Regions from separate parts of the Bombyx mori genome. Here region 1 is linked to region 2. The links are chromatin contacts, called in public Hi-C maps. All regions are on one chromosome and are shown on one strand. The core of a region is the stretch at or near the end of the contact, and the rest is flanking DNA. Distances in the headings are between cores, read along the strand shown. Region 1 holds the start of LOC101738787 (nuclear factor interleukin-3-regulated protein). Region 2 has its middle 28 kb from the start of LOC134201532.

Region 1 (3,124 bases), core at 93-2,592, 43 kb after region 2:
TATCAATTTAAGTGTTTTATTGGATGATGGTTTTTTTTTTCTTTTTTCCACAGGAGAAAATCGCCGGATCCCCACCCGCGCGGCAGGTGGGGTATGTGGGAGTTGAACCTCACTAAAAACTCCTGCCACTCACAACCGGCGCCCTACCTCGGACCGGGCCGGAGCTCAGTCGGGGCTAGTGAGACGGCGGACAGAGTCGACGCAGAGCACGTTACATCCATCCCACCGTCCCACGGACGCCGGACCGGCGACCGCCAGCGACACGACCACCGGTTCCCTCGTTCAGCGGGCCGAGAGCCCGCCTTGATGGCGCCGCGTTACACCATTGGCTGATGGTAGACTATGGTTGCTCCAGTTGAAAATGGTTTCCATCTACCCTGAATTTTGGCAATGGCAGGGCATCATAACTGTAGGGCCCTAAAATTCCTTGGGCTCGCGGTCTGCTCCCAGCATCTTGCAGATCGTCAAGTCCCACATATACCGCGCGCCCACGGGCCGAAAAAAAAAGGGCATAATCCGAAGCGAAGCGAGGGCGGGTCGCTAGTTTAACAAATACATATATGATTCTCGCACGTTCGAATTCAGTAGTATAACTAAAATAAATTCGATGACATAAAAACGTTAGCTAATATTTATTTATGATCGTACTATTGTCCTCTATTGCCCACAAAACGTTCAATAATACATTCAATATTATGTCATAAATAATAAATAAATAATTCATTGAATATATCCCGGTGCTTCGTTCACATAGTTCCAGCTTACACACTAATCTTCTCGGTTAAAATATATGTTTTTTAAACCGTTTATCTTAATGTGTCTGTGATGTTTTTATTTTGTTCATAATATTAATCGTAATTTCCCAACTCTTGTTTTGTGTAAGCTTTTATCATATTATTATTCATAACACACGTGTATGCGTATTCAAAAACAATAATCAAAGCAATGATGTCATTTGAATAATATATATAGCGTAAAAATATCAATAAGTAAAATGATAAAAAACTAAAAAGAAACGCTCTTTTACAGCGAACCGAAATCCTGTTGATACCGCTCAGGATATTAGAGGAAAATTAAAAAAAAAATTACCATCGGTCCTTTTTTTATTGCTTAGTTGGGTGGACGAGCTCACAGCCCACCTGGTGTTAAATGGTTACTGGAACCCATGGACATCTACAACGTAAATGCGCCACCCACCTTGAGATATAAGTTCTAAAATCTCAGTATAGTTACAACGGCTGCTCCACCCTTCAAACCGAAACGTATTACTGCTTGACGGTAGAAATAGGCAGGGTGGTGGTACCTAGCGCGGGAAAAAAGAAGTTTGACATAAGCAATTTTTTTTTCTTTTTATTTAGAAGAAAAGGTTTCGGTGGATCTGTAACGATATAAAACTGATATCCAATTTCGAAGGAGTGCGTTCCAAAGGAGATTTTATTAAAAAAAATTATCGGACTATTTAATAGAAAACGCATCCTTTGAAATCATTCTTTCAATTCATGAATGTGAATACATAACGTTTTCCGGGTTTTATCTATTCTTTTCCGCCTGAGCCCTATCTTTTTTCGTGCTAACTGCTTTAAACACTAAACGAGCATGACCTTGGGCCGTGTACCTAGATTTTTGCACGTGACGCTATTTACAATTCTTGCTACATTTATTTCGAGGAAAACTACGGACGAAAACAAGTTTTTATGTTTTTGTTTTAAATGTAGTCTGCATATTACGTCCCCGACTCTTATACAAGAACGATTTTCCGTCTTTTTTTTTTTAAGAGCAAATAAATCTAAAAAGTTCCATGGATTTTTTTAAATTTTATCTGTATTGTAAGCAAATGCTTCAGTCGGGTTTAATTGTGCGCCATTATTGCACACTTAAATCCGAAGCAATAATAAATTGATACAATAAAACAAAACTCAGTACGATCGTTCTCAGAAAGTCTGCCTTCCATTTATATTACGATCAATACATGTGTAATAAAACTAATAATATAACAGCAGTAAAATCCAGTTTACATTTAATATAAAAAGGGTTAACCGTAGTAATACCTATAATTTTTTTTTTATTGCTTCGTTGGGTGGACGAGCTCACAGCCCACCTGGTGTTAAGTGGTTACTGGAGCCCATAGACATCCACAACGTAAATGCGCCACCCACCTTGAGATATAAGTTCTAAAATCTTAGTAATTTACGCATTACTGCTTCACGGCAGAAATAAGCGGGGCGGTGGTACCTACCCGTGCGGACTCACAAGAGGTCCTACCACCAGTAATTACGCAAATTATAATTTTGCGGGTTTCATTTTTATTACACGATGTTATTCCTTCACCGTGGAAGTCAATCGTGAACATTTGTTGAGTACGTATTTCATTAGAAAAATTGGTACCCGTCTGAGATTCAAACACCGGTGCATCGCTCAACACGAATGCACCGGACGTCTTATCCTTTAGGCCACGACGACTTCAAAATGTAAATTATATATGTAAATTACCATAATATATTCACAGTTTCTGTATTCGCGGAATATTTACGGAACATTACCTACTCCGCGAATAAAGAGTTAAAAATAAAATCGGTGTGGTTTTCACTGGGCGAAACAAATTGATTCGTGTCATAACATAACTTAGGTTTCAATAAAACCGCGCGCTCCTTTTATAGTATTAGATATTAGAAGATACATAGCATATAATATTATTAAGATAGCTAAATAGCTTAGGTTTTCGGTTACCATGTCTTAACCAAAAAAAACAAGGAACCAATCTTAGGGGTATTCGCTTTGGAAATATGAGCCCTGCGGAAAAAAAGTAGGTAAGAGTATTTTTATTTATTTATTTTCCTTACCATAGTACCATTTTGTGAATTTCAAATTATTTTAGTTTTCCGTATTCACTATCTACTCATTAGTTGTGTTATTGGTGAAAACTTGTTTGATTTTTGTTTACCTATCTTAAATACACTATTTTGATATGTTATATAAATATACTCTTCGTTTCCTAAATAAACAAATGAATAAAAATATTAAATGTACAACGAATCAGACAGATTTAGCTTGAAGTGTCTACAGCAGGTATAAGAAAACGGAAAAATCAAATTACACATAATATTTCCGTTGCAAAATAATTTAG
Region 2 (3,274 bases), core at 631-3,130:
ATGGTTACTGGAGCCCATATACATCTACAACGTAAATGCACCACACACCTTGAGATATAAGGTCTAAGATCTCAGTATAGTTACAACGGCTGCCCCACCCTACAAACCGAAACGCATTACTGCTTCACGGCAGAATTAGGCGGGGCGGTGGTACCTACCCGTGCGGACTCACAAGAGATCCTACCACCAGTAAAAATTATTATGTAGTTCTCAATGGTAGGGGCTGACTTGCTACCGGTATTGCTGATTTCCGTGAGCATCAACGTGGGACTCATCGTAGCGATGGCGGTAGACTAATTTACTTTTACAAACGCGGGCACTACATCTATTTATAATCTAATTATTTATGAAGACATAAATATTTACAAAACGTAAACAAATGATGTTATCATTGCTTATATAAGTCAGCCCATATCTTTATATGTATCGCAGGGTTATTATCGAAACCATGATATTCAAATTTTACTAGTGTCGTTACATCATCGCGTTAGACAAAAAACAAGTTAAAGTGTACTAAGATGTCACATCACTAAAACTAAGCGAACTAGTTGACTTTGAATTCAACAGACCTTCTCAGGGCTGTGGTACTTTTGTAATGAATAACTGGACAATTGATAGTTTACAATGTTTGAGATATTATGAACGATAAATAAAAAAAAAATCCAATTACAATATCACTAGTGAGATTACACTATCGCGGCTTTGAAAATAACGTGGTGACAGATGCAATATGAACATATGTACGAGTGTATTAGCACTCGCCAAGACATATTTATATAATTATTAATACGTGAAGCAAAAACTTTGTATCCCTTTTTACGAAAATTGCGCGGACGGAGGAGTATGAAATTTTCCACACTTATAAAGAATATAGAGAAGAAGTGCACAATGCTAATATTTTTTGTTAAATTATGCATTAATAATACATTAAATCAATAAAGAAAACATTACACACACCACCATGTATTTGACGCACACACGCATTCATACTATTTATTGCCAAACTTTTGTTCTTGACGCCTGTTGTCAAATTGAGATTAAATATTGTTTGTCTTTGTTAATATTTTTTATAGTGTAGTCTTGGCGAAATTTGTGATTATAGAAGTATAATAGTGTTTGAAAATAGAATCTTAATAGTGTACAAACTTATAATTTCAATTAATTATGGTCGAATTTCGACTACCGGGCGACCACTAGTGTCTATAATTATGTAATTCAAGTTCACGATTGTGCATTTGCATTCGTGTCAACATTATGTTTACTGCATTCCGATTACGTGGAAAGTTTACAATTTATAACGAGAGCTCTGAAAATGGACAATGAAACTTTTGATCCTGCAGCTGAAGACCTACCATTTAATTAAATTATCTATGATCAGATGCACTTACTTAGATATACTTACGGTAGGCAGCGGCTTGTCTCTGCCCCTGGAATTGCTGAAGTCCATGGGCGACGGTAACCACTCGCCATCAGGTGGGCCGTATGCTCGAGTCTGCTTACATGGACAATAAAAAAAAAGATAGTAACACATCGTATCGTAGTCTGTGTCCACGTTCCTGTAATCTTGTGAAGTAATCTGTCCCACCTCAATAGAGTTGTGACAATAAGGGTCTTTAAAAATAAATAACTCCACGGTTCACGGTTTCTATGAAGCAAGTATCTAGCTCTAAAACCAATACAGGCATACAGGGGCAATAAAAAAAAATAAAAAAAACTTAGAACTCAATACTCTATTTATTTAAACAAAACTATTATCGATAAATAGTGTTGTTCTGCCGGATTTTAGAGAGAGAAACTGACGCTGTCGATGATGGCTCGTATTGCCGAATCGCAAAATTGCATCCATGCCAAGTTCGCCACAAGTTCACTATTATCGCACACATGCGTCGACTATGTGCACGGAGCACGTGTCGATGCACGCGATCCTCGTATGTAGATGCAATATGACTAGACTATGTTTACTAGCAGGAATATTTACATAACAAATCAGGGAAGCGTTTATTATGGTTACATGACTTAATGGGAAATGTAGCGTTGGTTATTTATTTATATGGGTGTAATGACGGGATTCCATTGGCAGTGAAACCACACTAGCAGCCTCCTTTGCGTCCAAGCGTCCGATGTCTATCAGAGGTCGGGGAAAATGGACCTGGGAAAGGGAAGATGACGCGAAACTTTTAATAATGAATTATAACACTCTCCTTATTAAGATTTCAATTTTTATAATAAACTTTTTGTGATCTAATTCTTAAATTTATCTTAATACCTAGTTTAAATTAGCTGTAAGTTTCACCTTCAAATTTGTATGCCAACAGGCAGAATGTAGTGGGATTGAATATATTTTTTACTAAGACCATACTTGTACCTGCATTCTATACAAATAAATGAATTATTATTATTATTATTATCTTTGTTTATTTAAAGCTATTAAACTGGACCCACTTTTTTCGAAAAAGCAATTTTGTTTAATGAGAAAAACTATTTTAGAATTTCGTATAACTTTTATCATTGACATTCCTGATGTCAATGGGCGACGGATTCCACTTATCAAACGATACAAGGTATAGTCGTTTACTTTCTAAATCAATAAAAAAATATCCATGACATTTTAGCTATTGCTTCAAGAGCTATTGTGAGAACAAAAAATCGGAACATACGCGTTACTATTTATTTTGCTTTATATTCATTTATCTTAAATATTTTCGAACGAAAACTATTAATACCAGCCTCGTTGCCAGGTTTTAAAAATGATATTAAGCGTTTTCATTTGAAGCTATTTATCACACCACAACACTAAATATTTACCTTTACTGGTGGTAGGACCTCTTGTGAGTCCGCGCGGGTAGGTACCACCACCCCGCCTATTTCCGCCGTGAAGCAGTAATGCGTTTCGGTTTGAAGGGTAGAGCAGCCGTTGTAACTATACTGAGATCTTAGAACTTATATCTCAAGGTGGGTGGCGCATTTACGTTGTAGATATCCATGGGCTCCAGTAACCACTTAACACCAGGTGGGCTGTGAGCTCGTCCACCCATCTAAGCAATAAAAAATAATAATAATATTTCATTTCGCCATCCCACCCGTAACTAGGCCGCTGCATACTGTGAAAACCTGGTCAATTATCGTTTGCCAGAAGACAAGCTATCTACAACCTATTGTATAAATTATAAATGCCTTTTAACTTCAATGTTAAATATGTTATAGTGTGCAATAAAGTATACTCTCTCTGTTTTTACCATACTAAATCTTCTGTTATCGCCACGACGCAATGAAA

What was found. Hi-C and Micro-C count contacts between places; a contact is called where the count stands out from the background.
Region 1: a Hi-C map of midgut shows a contact between it and region 2, with 1.5 times the contacts expected there. The contact joins the promoter of LOC101738787 here to the enhancer-like site in region 2. A contact is called at or near these places in 3 of 7 Hi-C or Micro-C datasets (midgut and whole pupa).

What each region holds. Positions count from the first base shown.
Region 1 is chr27:3,439,736-3,442,859 of ASM3026992v2, forward strand. It overlaps LOC101738787 (nuclear factor interleukin-3-regulated protein), which reads left to right and starts at 1,343. Exons shown (of 2, transcript XM_004923553.4): 1 at 1,343-3,124.
Region 2 is chr27:3,396,316-3,399,589 of ASM3026992v2, forward strand. No RefSeq gene overlaps it. Among protein-coding and RNA genes, the nearest start is that of LOC134201532, 28 kb to the right of the region's middle. Within about 2 kb of position 1,881, at least 5 of the 8 cell types and tissues checked have open chromatin away from gene starts, as enhancers often do.